Linked DNA regions of Sus scrofa: region 1 is linked to region 2. The links are chromatin contacts, called in public HiChIP or PLAC-seq maps. All regions are on one chromosome and are shown on one strand. Each heading gives the region's core, a stretch centred on a gene start, on an enhancer-like site or on the middle of the called end of the contact. The rest is flanking DNA. Distances are from core to core; before and after follow the strand shown.

Region 1 (6,673 bases), core at 2,580-5,079, 140 kb after region 2:
CATGCAAGGGAAGGGGTTCTTGAGACTTGGAGGTAACTGGGGTCTGTCCTACCCCCCTGACCAAGTTCTTAGTAATTGGTTTTGGGACCTCTGGGACTGAACCAAGAAATCATTGGGAGACTAAGGCCATTCTGGAAAGGGCATTCTGAAAACCAGATTAGGTCAAGGGTTGTAAGCCAGGGTCAAGCATCAGAGGGCTAAAACTAAATTGGAGTTTCCTAGGGGCTCTTTGCCAGCTTTGGGGGACCTCAGAGAGGGTACAGCTCACTTTCGGATGGTTATCTTCAGCAGCAGAGAATTCTTTTGGCGCTTTGGGGCCTGGGAGCTAACCTTCGGTTCCCTGATATTCCTCTCTCTTGAGGCCCCGTCATTCATGCTGAAAGCGGCTGGCCATAGCCAGCCATGGCCTCCACGTTGCTGTCAGGGCTAAGTATGAGTCTCGGTTTGTTCTGGGACAGCCCTTCTGAGGGACCAGCGTAGGAAGGATGGGCAGTGGGAAGCTAGCGGATATCTGCGGTGTTGGGGGATGAGCAGCTATGGTTTCCAGCGGCAGGATTTCCAGAACTTCTGGGTTGCCTTCAGATTGTACCTAGGGAGCGGACCCCAAGTAGGTGTACTGCTCCTAAAAGGAAAAAAGGAGATGGTGGGGAAGAGGCCTCGAGGTGACTAGATCCTGTGCTAAACCCTAAGAAACCCAGTCCCAGTGTTAGTTTCCAGCCCAGGACATGTTTGAGACCAAATACAGTAGACACCGAAGTGACCAAGAATGTGTGTGTGTGTGTGTGTGTGTGTGTGTGTGTAGGTATGTTACTAGTTTCTAGGTCCCCAACTCAGGTGATGGTGACTACGGCAAATCTCAGTTAAAGCAGCACCTTTGAGTGGGTGTAAGAAACATTTCCTACCCCCTTAGATAGACCGGCATTCAGAGGGCAACTGAAACTCTCGTGGCTAACTTGTTGCTATAGATTTACGGCTCACAGGACGGAGGGCAAAACTCTCAGGCTGGCCACCAAAGCCTTGACTAAGCTGCTCCCCACCCCCTTTTCTGCCCCCTCTGCTGCTACCACCCTTGCACCCCACCAGCCATGGTCCCACCTTCCAGACCAGGCGCTTTCATGCAAGTGCTTCTCCTTCCCTCCCTTGCTGCTCCTCCCAGCAAAAGCCTCCTCCACCCTCCAGGGTCCAGCTCAAAGGGCTTCATCCGAGAAGCCTGCCCAGCTTCTCGATACCAGGTCATTTTACCATCAGCGCCGCCATGACGCCGCTATGGTCCTCGACTGCAGCATCCTTGGACCATGAGGATTTGTGTGCGCCCCCGCCCTCCTGCTGGATGGAGAGGTCCCCAGAGGCTACTGGGGACCCTACTGGGTCCTCCTTTGCATTCTCAATACCTAGCACGATGCCTGATATACAGTAGGTGCTCGATAAGTGATTGCAGTTTAATCTCTTCTTATTCTACAATATAGTCGAATGTGCCAAACTAATTTCAAACACATAGCTCTAAGGCTTTGCATGGGCCATTCCTCTTGTGTTTTATTTTTTGGCCATGCCTATAGCATGTGGAAGTTCCCAGGGCCAGGGATGGAAACTGCAACACAGTAGCAACCAAGCCACCGTAGTGACAATGCCAGACACTTAACCTGCTGCAACAGAGCGGGAACTCCATTCTCCTTGACTTTATTTCCCACTTCTTTCTTTCATTTTTTTTGGTGGGGGGGAGCCGCATCCTTGGCATATGGAAGTTCCCAGGCTAGGGGTCGAATCAGAGCTACAGCTGTCTGCCTACACCACAGCCACAGCAACGCTGGATCCAAGCCGTGTCTGTGACCTACACCACAGCTCACAGCAACACCAGATCCTTCACCCATTGAGAGAGGCCAGGGATTGAACCTTCATCCTCATGGTTACTAGTCAGATTCGTTTCCACTGTGCCACAAGGGGAACACCCCTTTCTTTTATTTTTATATATTGTTTCTTTCCATTTCCACCTTCAGTTGCCTCTTCCAGGAAGACTTTTATCATGAGTTTCACCGAACTCTGCTCCTTTCTTTTGCTTGCCTTCCCCTGGGCTACCATGGGCTCCCCTACAGTGATTCTGTCTCCCAGAGCCCTGGAGACAACATTCCCTTCCAAAACCCGCCTCCCATGCAAATAGCGAGTCTTTCAGAGAAGCATTCCATCTCTAGGTCTGTTTCAGCTTTCACTCCCATTGCTCTTTCTGGTTTATAAACATTTTCCCCAAATAAGGAGTCGCTTCTAACTCACTGACTCCTGATGTGAGATCCCACAGAGTAAAGTGCATCTTCGGCCTCTACACTGCTCCTAAACCCCAGAAATGCTCAGCCGCTCTAAAGAAGAGTTACCCAACTGTGACTTAGAGGAAAATCTCTTCTTCTTACTCCTTCTAATGAACTAATAACACATGTATTGCACAAGGAACTGGGTTGCAGGTGGTGGCAACACACAAAAACATTTACGAAACAGAAACAGACTCATATACATAAAAACAAACGTGCGGTTACCAAAGGGGAAAGGAGGAAGAGGAATAAATCAGGAGCTTGGTATTAACAGATACACACGATTATATATGTAAAATAGGTAAACAACGAGGACTTCCTGTATAGCACAGGGACCTGTACTCAATGTCTTGTAATCACCTATAATATAGGAAAAGAAACTGAGAAAAAAAAGAATCCGAAATGGGTGTGTGTATGTGTGTGTGTGTGCATAACTGAATCACTTTGCAATACATCTAAAACAACCACAACACTGTAAACCAGCTATCCTTCAATTTAAAAAAAGCAAAAGCAAAAGCAGCCATGGTCTGGACATTCAAATGGTGAAACTTCTTCACCAGGAACAATTGCCATGTAGTTCAATAAATGGCAGTTGGTGGGTGACTCTTCCAGAGGGTAGTATACACTGAGGTGGTTTAAAGCATAGGCTCGAGCATGAACTAGACTTGATTCACATCCTGGCTCTACAGCTTAGAGCCCAATGTAACGTCAGCCATACCATTGTCACTTATCCTCTCCAAGCCTCCATTTGCTCATCTGTAGAATGGGTGCAATAATCATTCCTACTTCATACGATGGCTGTAAGGATTACCTGAGTAATTCTTGGCAGAGTTAGTGCCAGATACATGTTAGTGATTATTCTTTTCCCCTCATTCTCTCTCACTTATAAGAGAAATATCTTTCTTCTATTGTGCTAAGATAGAGGGAAGTCTGGAAGAAATCAGGCCTGGGAAAGCTTGGGGCTTACAGTGGACCAGGATCCCTAAGCTAAAGGGTCCTGCCCCCTTATAAATACCAAACTCTAAGAGGTCTACTACAATAGCTACAGGACATGATGATGAGATAAAAAAAAAAAACCCATGTGACTGAGTCAACATGCTGACCCAGTTTCACCTGCATCCTCCTCTCCACCACCCCTCGCCTGACTTTGGCAAGGCCCTGTCTCAAGCAAGCCTGGCCTGGAGGCAGCAGGTGGTAAAAGAAACCTTTAGCCAGAGTGAGCGCAGAACCAAGATACCAGCACGCCCACCCAAAGGCAAGTCCCAAAGGTGCCCTTGAAAAGACGTAAGCTTTGCCCACCGCAAATCCTAGTTCACATTGCTGGGGTGGATCTTCCAAACTTGCAACATTTTGAATAAACCTGAGTGGGAGAGTGAGTCAGGAGTTTGCCTTGTAATCAATAACCTCCTGGACAGATTTGGTCCTTTCGTTGCTCAAGTTCTATGCCTGAGTCAGTAATGACCGCACTGTTTGGTCCCTGTGGTGACATTTAACAAACGTTGAGGTTTAGCATTCTTCATTCCAGTGGCTCACACTGCCAGAATGGATGCTGTCATTCAATAAGTGGAAAACAGCTGTTTCCAGATGCTGGCCTGGGCAGGATATAAAAGAGTGCTCGCTGTTGTCTGGTAAAAGGAAGTTGTGCCTGATGACATGTAAAAAGTGTCAGTGCTGATAACTCGTGGTGTCCAAATAAAATATCATGCAAAACCCACATCTTACTCACCTAATACTTTTCTTCATATAGTATTGGTCATGAGGCTAATTCGATGCCTGAATGTAGGTAGAAAACATACAACTCCTACGTTAACTCATTTTATCCCTCATGCATTTTCTATGTTCTTCCTCCTCTTCCTTTGAAACAAAGTTCTTTCTCATTTAACATTTGATTATTGAACATTTCAAATAGGGAGTTCCTGCTGTGGCCCAGCGGGTTAAGGACCTGGTGTTGTCTCTGCAGCAGTGCAGGTTTGATCCCCGGCCCAGCACAGTGGGTTAAAGAGGCAGCGTCTCCATAGCTGTCTGTAGGTCACAGCTGTGGCTCAGATTCAATCTCTGGCCCAGGAATTTCCGTATGCCACGGATGTGGCCAAAAACAAAGAAACTTTTGAATATACAAGAAAAGAAACTAGTATTATGAACTCCTCTGTACTCATCACCCATTTTTACCAGTCATTAACATTTTGTCATTCTTGTTTCATCTAGCCAACGCTCTCTCTAAATTTTTTTTTTTTTTTTTTTTTTTTTTTGCTTTTTAGGGCTGCACCCATGGTATATGGAGGTTCCCAGGGTAGGGATCTAATTGGAGCTACAGCTGCCGGCCTACGCCAGAGCCACGGCAACACAGGATCCGAGCCACGTTTGCGACCTACACCACAGCTCACGGCAACTCGGGATCCTTACCCACTGATCAAGGCCAGGGATCAAACTCACAACCTCATGGTTCCTAGTCGGATATGTTTCTGCTGCACCACAATGGGAACTCCCACTCTCTCTAAATTTAAGACAAAAAAAAATTGGAAGGAGAAAGTATTTTAAAGTAAATCTCAGACATTATGTCATTTCACTCAAAAATATGGCAGTATTTTTCTAAAACGTAGAAAATTTCCAGTTATAAGTAAACTAAGTTCTGGAGATGTAATGTACCGCATAATGACCATAATTTACAATACAGTTGGGAGTTCCCGTTGTGGCACAGCAGAAACGAGTCCAACTAGGAATCATGAGGTCGCGGGTTCAATCCCTGGCCTCGCTCAGTGGGTTGAGGATCTGGCATTGCCATGAGCTGTGGTGTAGGTTGCAGACATGGCTTAGATCCTGCATTGCTGTGATTGTGGTGTAGGCCAGCAGCTGCAGCTCTGATTAGACCCCTAGCCTGGGACCCTCCACATGCAGCCCTAAAAAAGACACAAGACAAAAAATAAAAAATGAAAAAAATAAAACAATACAGTTGGCCCTCTCTTTCTGTGGATGTGGAACCTGTGGCTGTGGAGGGCCCGCTGTATGGACTTGAGCATCCATGGATGTTGGTATCTAAGGGGGTTCCTAGAAACAATCCACCAGAGATTGAACAACAAATGTATTTGTTTTATATTTGAAAGCTGCTAAGAAACTACATGTTGAAATTCTCATCACAAGAAAAAAGTTGTAACTGTGTGAGGTGATGGATGTTAGACTTATTACGATGATCATTTGGCAATATATACATCTATCAAATCGTTGTCCACCTTAAACTTATACCATGTTATTTGTCAATTATGTCTCAGTAATACTGGAATAAAAAAACATAATCATGGAATTCCCTGGTGGCCTAGTGGTTGAGGATTTGGCATTGTCACTGGTATGGTTTGTCACTATTGTGGCTCAGATTCGGTCCCTTGTCTGAGAAATTCCACATGCCACGGGCATGGCTGAAATTAAAAAAAAAAAAAAAAAAAAAAGGTTTAAATTTAAAAAAATAAATCAACTCATTTAAAAACATATCAGTTCATACCTAATCCAATTTCAATTTTCCCTGATTGACAAGATGTTTCAGAAGAGACGTTTGAAATGAGGAATTGGAGGTTCTGAGGGGTGGCATGCCTTGCCCAAGGTCATACACCCGTTAATGAAAGAGCTGTGACCAGAACCCAGGTTTCTGGATCCACTGTCCAGTGCTCTTTTAACCTTCTCTGTGGTTTTCTTCATTTTCTACTCTCCACTTACCACTGCTAATTCTCTTTCCTAACGTCTCCCCTTTCCATCTGAGGGGACAGTCATTGCTTTCTATTTTAGGGTGAGGAAGACAACCATGAGAAATAGGATCATGATTTTAGAAATCACGGTTGCTGTATATATTCTAACTGAAGGTTAGACAGCGAATTAATGCCAGAGCTGATTATTAACTAGCTTAGGTGACTTTTTTTTTTTTTTTTGTCTTTTGTCTTTTTTTGTTGTTGTTGTTGTTGTTGCTATTTCTTGGGCCGATCCCGCGGCATATGGAGGTTCCCAGGCTAGGGGTTGAATCGGAGCTGTAGCCACCGGCCTACGCCAGAGCCACAGCAACGCGGGATCCGAGCCGCGGCTGCAACCTACACCACAGCTCACGGCAACGCCGGATCGTTAACCCACTGAGCAAGGGCAGGGACCGAACCCGCAACCTCATGGTTCCTAGTCGGATTCGTTCACCACTGCGCCACGACGGGAACTCCTTAGATGACTTTTACAACCTCCTATTCATGCATTAAAGCCAATGAACATTCCAACGTCTCTGTCTGTACACATGTCCTCCTCTTCCAAGCACACACTGCTTCAGCATACAGACGCTTGGGAACTTTGCTGACACTTGCTCAGGATTCCAGCATTTCTTGAATCAGTGGCACACCCTTGCCCATGAA
Region 2 (7,268 bases), core at 2,976-5,475:
AAAAAAAAAAAAAAAAACTTCTTTGAAATATTGGGACAAGGAGGAGTTCCTGTTGTGGAGCAATGGAAACAAATCCAACTAGTAACCATGAGGTTGTGGGTTTGACGCCTGGCCTCGCTCAGTGGGTTAAGGATCCGATGTTGCCTGTGAGCTGTGGTGTAGGTCACAGATGTGGCTCAGATCTGATGTTGCTGTGGCTGTGGCGTAGGCCGGCAGCTGTAGCTCCAATTGGATCCCTAGCCTGGGAACCTCCACATTCCACAGATGGGGCCCTAAAAAGCAAAAAAAAAAAAAAAAAAAAAGAAGAAGAAGAAGAAATTGGGACAAGGAAAGCTATACAAAGCCAAAGGATGAACGTGAAGTTCTGAAAAGGAATAATGGAAAGGAAAAATGCAGTGATAAAAAACACCAACCAAAAACTAAAAGGCCTCGATCATTTTCATCTTCAGACTACTATCCAGCTATTGCAAACAGGTTATAACCTTCTGGTTACAGAACTACTCTGGCAAGTGTGAAACTTGGAATAGGTTACTTCCATTATTGGAACACACTCAACAGAGGTAAACTTACAGTTTCATTGCTTGAATATTGAAGATGTGTCAATAAAAGGCACTTTTGCATAAGATGAGATCCAAAACAAGAATTTCAAAAACAGATTTAAAGAGAAGCACCAGTGTACTAAAAACTCCCAAGCAGAGCAGGAGTCTTTTTCTCATCTCAATGAAACACTGTTTAAGGAAGGGGAATTATGTATCCCCACACAGAGGTCAGCCAAGAAGCTTGCTACAGTTTCAACAGTGTTGATATTTCCTACTAGCAGATATTACCCATGAATCCCTAAAGCACTGAACTTCTGCTGCATCTTCAATGTTATCTGCCTTTCAGACATCCCTTTGTGGAGTTCCTGTTGTGGCACAGTGGAAACAAATCCAACTAGTAACTATGAGGTTGCCTGTTCAATCCCTGGCCTCGCTCAGTGGGTTAAGGATCTGGCGTTCCCATGAGCTCTGGTGTAGTTTGCAGACGCAGCTCGGCTGTGGTGTAGACTGGCAGCTGTAGCTCCGATGAGACCCCTAGCCTGGGAACCTCCATGTGCCGCGGGAGCAGCCCTAAAAAGCAAAAAACATCCCTTTTCAGTTATTTCTGTGAATATTTAAGTGAAAATATATCATCTTTCAATTAGGTTATAATTCCATCCTCCTTGAAGCATCTGCACATGATAAGAACGTAGCCTGCTTTCCTATGTACAATCTGTTGCTTACTCTTCTTTGAAAGCAAAACTAAGGTCACAGAAGGGGTTTTGAAAACAAACGTTCTCTGTTGACCATGCATCTTGAGGTCTGATGGCTGTGTGACAGCCACAGGCCATATTTTTAAAGAATAAGAAAAAGTATGCTCTAACTGCTCCCGGCACCTCCATCTTATGGTTTCCAGGGCTGCTATGTCTGAAAGCAGAAGAGAAAGACATGGAGGTTCAGCACCTGGTACCAAGCCCAGGCAACATCCTAATCTTTCATCAACAATGGGGCAGTAAAAGCAAGAAAAAAAAATTTTTTAAAGGAGGGCTCTGGCAATAGCAGGACATGGCCCCAGACCTGGCCAAGTACCAAACTCAACACACATTCTAAAGGTTTAGCTCATTCCACAGAACAATTTTATGCAATTCGAATATGTATCTGTGTGACTTTGAAACATCATTGATTTCCTTTCACAGAGGAGATAGAGGTCAGCAGCAGAAGCAACAAATCTAAGAACTGATTTTCCTTCCTAAACAAATTCCCTAATCACTCCTCTCAAAGCAGAAGAAACATTTTCTCATGATCTCATGCCAAAATGTTATGACATCTGTAAGAAACCAGACAAATAAAATGGCCTTAGTGTCACATTAGCTAAGGACGATGCAAAATTAAAGAAATTAACTCTAGGTTGAAAAGTAATTCTAGAAATCTTAAACAAGATTAACTGTTTCAGAATGAGTTGCTTGCATCTCATCAACGTCATTAAAGTAACATATATGTGTTTTATAACAATCCCGTCTTTGAAAAAGATGAATAGAGTTTTGACTCGATTTAGCAGATTTCCACTGCATACTGTGACATCGTCAAATTAAACAACCACAGGGCCTCTCAATATACTCTTAGCTTAGGGATTCGATAGGCTACAACTTGTTTTTAAACTATGTCTCCAAAGTACAAACTAGAGTTGAGAGTCCTAGTTTTCAAAACTCAAAGTACATTCTGGCTACAGACCACATGTTCATGGCCACCTCCTACTCCTTTGGTCATGCCCTGGTGTAGCATCCAACACTTCTTTCCTGTGGCCAGCGCCCTAAGCAACATGACCCTTTGATCAAAGGCAGGAAGGAAGGTAGTCAAGAGTCCTCCTCAGTTGCAGACAACTAGAAACAAGATTGTAAGCAAGCAGTTTACCCCCTAAGAGGTTAAAAAAAAAAAACTACAATCTCTAGGCTTAGGGACTTTTTGAGAAAAAGATCAGTTGTCTGAAAGTTGAGTTAGGAAGAACTCTCCCATTGCACCACGTCTATCATTGCCATCATAGGCCAATTACGCCATGCAAACATTTCATGTAACCCAAGAAAGATGGCTCAAACGCGGGGTACCACCGAGATAAGACAGGGGTTGGCAAGCTATATCTAAGCTCTGAAATATTCTTCTCCCAAGAGCCAGAGGCACCACTTTGGTAGAGTGACCCTACTGAGCTAGGATTCAATTCGGCCAGCATGGCTGGGGCAGGTGTCTTTTTAACCCCACTGAATACTTTGTACATCTGAGGTCAAGAATCATCCCTCATTCAGTTCTACCCACTCTGTCCCAGAAGAAAGGCTGTATAAGTGAGGTTAGGGGACTCCATTTGGAAAACAGGCATAAAAAAGGAGGTGAGAAACAGCAAAGTTCTACTGGATAGCACAGGGAACTATATTCAACTGCCTATGCTAAATCATAATGGAAAAGAATATTTTTTTAAAAAGAATGTTTATATATATGTACATATGTATATATATGTGTGTGTATATATATATAAAACTGAGTCACTCTGCTGTGCAGCAGAAATCAACACAACGCTGTGAATCAACTATACTTTAAAAAAGGCGAGAGATTCACCAGCGAGGTTTCCATTTTGCAGTTGTCTTTTACAAATTACTCGTAAAGAAGTAAATTTCTTTGGGGGATACTTCCTAAAGAAAGCTATTCCCCTACCAACATTTTAATACTCAACCATCTCTTGGTGATCAAGGGAATATTAAAATTAATGTAAATATGGGCGTAAATTAAAAACCTGCTTCCTCATAAAAACCCTGGCCTTTATACTTGACAGAAAAAAACCCTAAGCAGACGAATCCAAAAATTTCTGGTGGAAAATTTGAGTTGTATAACATCCTTACAAGTGCAGTCATTTTGTTTAGAAATGTGTAACATGTAACTATATTTAAGGAAATATGCTAATGCTGACATTTCTTTCTATGTGGAGAAATAAACACGATAAAGCTTCCCAACTGCAGGTTGCTATAATTCACCAAACAGTGAGCCTGCCCCCTGCCTTTTCTAGTTTCCAGGGTATGGAAACCACTTGCTTCACAGAAATTCTAACCTACTCCTGCAAGGAAATGCCTGGGCAGAGGGAATCCCAAATATTTTACCAAAGGCTTATTTGCAATTGACCAAATCCTGAAGGTTTCTGTTTTTTCCAAGTACAAGAATACCACCATCCCTGGCCTGCTTTTCTCATCTGCTGCTCTGTTTGTCTGAAACATATTCATTCGACAGTTGTTTATAGCTACTTCTCCCTGGTTCCACCCCTCAGTCAAGTTATGACTTCTTAACTACTTTTTAAAAATACAGCTTTACAGTTGACCGAAGTATAGTTGACTTATAACGTTGTATTCGTTTCAGGTGTACAGCAAAGTGTTTCCGTTATATATATATATACACATCCATTCTTGTTCAGATTCTCTTGCCATGTAGACTAACACAGAATGCTGAGTAGAGTTCTCAGTGCCCTTTTTTTCAGCTTCTTCTCAACTTAGCATCTTTGGTAGTCATGTGGAACACAGCATCTTTTCCTTGGATTTGGCCCCATGAGATACCAGTGCTAGCTCTGTCTTCTCTTCTATTTCCAAAGCCATAACTGAACTTTAAGCTCATTCAACCAAGTTCCTGTTTCCTGTCTGCGGGAAGTTTTCAGCTTTCAGTTCATTTGAAAAGCAGAAATGACTAACATATTCTGAGAAAAATGAATGACCGCCATCTCAGGGAGAGCAGCTCTGCCCACTTCTCCAGGCTTTCTGTGATGACTCATTACTTGGGTACCCCCAGGGGAGTGGTCCTTCAATATCCTGTAATTACTCGTTTATAGTATTAAAATGCTTTAGGTATACATTCAAGGTAATAAACAGAATACCTAAGAGAAAACAGGTATTTCGCCATGCCTTAACTTCCTAACAATCACTAGACTCTACCAGGAATGTTTTCAACACCTCTGTCATAGTCTAATGTCACATGCCCCTGCCATGAATCAAGGGAGAAATGGCAAACCTCTCTTCTGACTCCCTCATACAATCTGCTAGCTTCACAGCACTTATGAAAGGAAAAAAAAAATCCTCTGGCTGCAAAATCGAATCTAAAAAGGCCAAAATGCACAGGATGCATGGCCTTGGAGAACAGGGACACTGTTCCAATGGCCACGACAAAAATCTGAGCAGCTACGCTGGGCTCTCACATTAACACCATTGGCTACGAGGCCAACTCTTCTTTTGTGAAATACTCTGTGGAGTTCATGGTAAAGTAAGGTATTTTCACCTCTAAGTGCCACAGCATAAACCGAGAAATGATTATAATAAGCCTTCAGTGGATGTGCTAAATGAACGCTTCTAGAGGACGTGCGAGCAGAATACATACATACTTGCCCAAATCAAACCGGGTCCTGCAACACGTTTCTCCTAATGTTCCATTTGACACACTCTGGACTGAGATACCACTGACCAAGTTTCATGTTGCTACAGAGAGCCAGATTTTCTTTACTTTTATAAGTTATGAAAGAACACAACTACACCCACACTTTTATTGAAAATTAGTCACAGCAGTTGGTTTTTCTTTGAACCAAGATAACTGTCCAAGCTCAGTTTTCAAACTGTCATTAAAACCAAACTCCACCCAAAATATTCCTAAAAAACTTTTATTTTATTTTATTTCAGTCTTTTCAGGGCCACACCCACCGCCTATGGAGGTTCCCAGGCTAGGGGTCGAATCGGAGCTGTAGCTGCCGGCTTACGCCACAGCCACAGCCATGCTGATAACATTTTAATATCTTGCATTTACATCATTATAATAGTTAAATTCAAAACAGAACTGAACTGGTTTAACCCTGAGCATTTTCAAATTCCTTGGTTATTTACTTTTGGTGACCATAATTTTAAGATTATAGTTTGTTCTGGAAATCAGTTACTTTAACTAGAACACTGCATCTACATGACACAGTGTTGTTCTTTTTCCCACTAAGGTGTCTTTTTCACTTATTCAGAGTTACTGATCATGGAAGATGCTCACAATAGAGAGTCAAATTAAAAGAAGCAAGTTACAAATCGGTATGTACAGCAAGAACCCGTTCTTGTATAAAAGAGATACATGTATTTGCACATGTATGTTTGCACATGTGCGTGTGTGTGCACACGTGTGCATGTGAGCATCCATGCATGTGTGTACACAAACATAAGGGTGCATATGTACCCCAAAGTTGACAACAGATCTCTCTGGGTATGAGATTATGTTTTTTTTATTCTTCTTCACACTTAATATTTTCAGTGCAGAAAATTTAGAAAATATAAACAGTACTTTAACAAAGGGAGGAAAATTGTTTTGAAAACTACCTGAGTACTCACTAAGCAGGCACTCACTCGCTCCATTTCTAGCACAGTGTCACTCTATAAGGCACAATGAAGGAATTACACTGCAAGTATCCTCCAGTGTGTAAATGCTGCCCATGAGGAATCTGTATAATTACTATTAAAACAGTAATCAAAGGGCGAGGGGGAGGAAGTGGGATGGACTGGGAGTCTGGGGTTAATAGATGCAAACTATTGCCTTTGGAGTGGATAAACAATGAGATCCTGCTGGCTAGCACTGGGAATTATATCTAGTCACTTGTGATGGAGCGTGATGGAGGATAATGTGAGAAAAAGAATGTATATATATGTATAACTGGGTCACTTTGCTGTACAGTAGAAAAGTGACAGAACACTGTAAACCAGCTATAATGGAAAAAGTAAAAATCATTTAAAAAAATAAATAAAAAGGAGCACGCCTCTAAAAAATAGTCTATTAACACCATTAGGATGCCTTTTAAAAGTTTGTACAGAAGAGAAAATAAAGGTATAATAGAGTTTATTAATAAAATAAAAACCTGAAAACAATAAATAAAATAGTCATCATAAGTTAACATGCATCGTGAAATTGTATGGGGTAAAAAGTAAAAGTAACGCTATACTGCCTTCCTCTAACACCTAGAGAGAAGTATTCATGGTGTATGTTAATCACACCTTCTTGTGTTATCCACACACATGGTAAGGTTTGGGGGTTTTTTCCGGGTAAGCGGAATTATGGTTTATGGACTGTTCTATAACTTCCTCCCCTGTGCGTCCCCCTTGTAACAACCTACTTTGAAACTCCTATGGCAGTTTATATAGGTCTGAGGGGTTTCTTTCCTTTAATAACCCCATGTTATTCCATAAAACATGTTATTATTTAAATCATTCCCCTTCTGCTGGACATTCAGGTTGCTGCCAAGTTCTCACTGGTATGACCAGTTTCACTGCAGTGAAATCTTGTACCTATCTTTATACAAATGGGCAGCTATTTCCCCAGAACAGTGCTCTGCAGAACGGCTGGCCCAAAATACATGTACATTTTAAAATGAGAGGATTTTGATGTTCTTTATCAAAAAGCTACACAATGCACACTCTCATTAACAGTGTATGACAGTGCCCATTGCTTTCTAAAAGTGGATACTAAAGTTTTTGCCAATGTATTTGGTGAAAAATGGTTTTCATTTCCCTAATTAGCAGAGTGAGTTTGAGCATCTTTTCTTTTTTAATCGTAATTTTAATTTCTTTGTCTGAGAAAGGCCAATTCAAAACCCTCTGCCACTTTTTCTAATGGGTTCCTTTTTCTTGTTGATCCGTAGGAGCTCTTTATATATCATAGATATTACATAATAGAAACCTTTTTATCTAATGTTATTTGGAACAGTTGATT

What was found. HiChIP or PLAC-seq counts read pairs in DNA pulled down with a chosen protein or histone mark.
Region 1: a contact with region 2 is called in an H3K27ac HiChIP or PLAC-seq map of alveolar macrophages. The contact joins two enhancer-like sites. A contact is called at or near these places in 2 of 5 promoter capture datasets (fetal liver and liver), 20 of 47 Hi-C or Micro-C datasets (adipocytes, adipose tissue, alveolar macrophages and 12 more) and 2 of 2 datasets of contacts at active chromatin or transcription factors (alveolar macrophages and skeletal muscle).

The regions. Positions count from the first base shown.
Region 1 is chrX:89,961,447-89,968,119 of Sscrofa11.1, forward strand. All of the region lies in intron 2 of LOC110257796 (a long non-coding RNA gene), which reads right to left. Among named protein-coding and RNA genes, the nearest start is that of ACSL4, 130 kb to the left of the region's middle. Within about 2 kb of position 3,830, at least 8 of the 83 cell types and tissues checked have an H3K27ac peak or open chromatin away from gene starts, as enhancers often do. A contact at or near this core is called in alveolar macrophages, where this site is marked.
Region 2 is chrX:89,823,631-89,830,898 of Sscrofa11.1, forward strand. The region is part of intron 1 of ACSL4 (acyl-CoA synthetase long-chain family member 4); the gene reads right to left. Among named protein-coding and RNA genes, the nearest start is that of ACSL4, 10 kb to the right of the region's middle. Within about 2 kb of position 4,226, at least 4 of the 83 cell types and tissues checked have an H3K27ac peak or open chromatin away from gene starts, as enhancers often do. A contact at or near this core is called in alveolar macrophages, where this site is marked.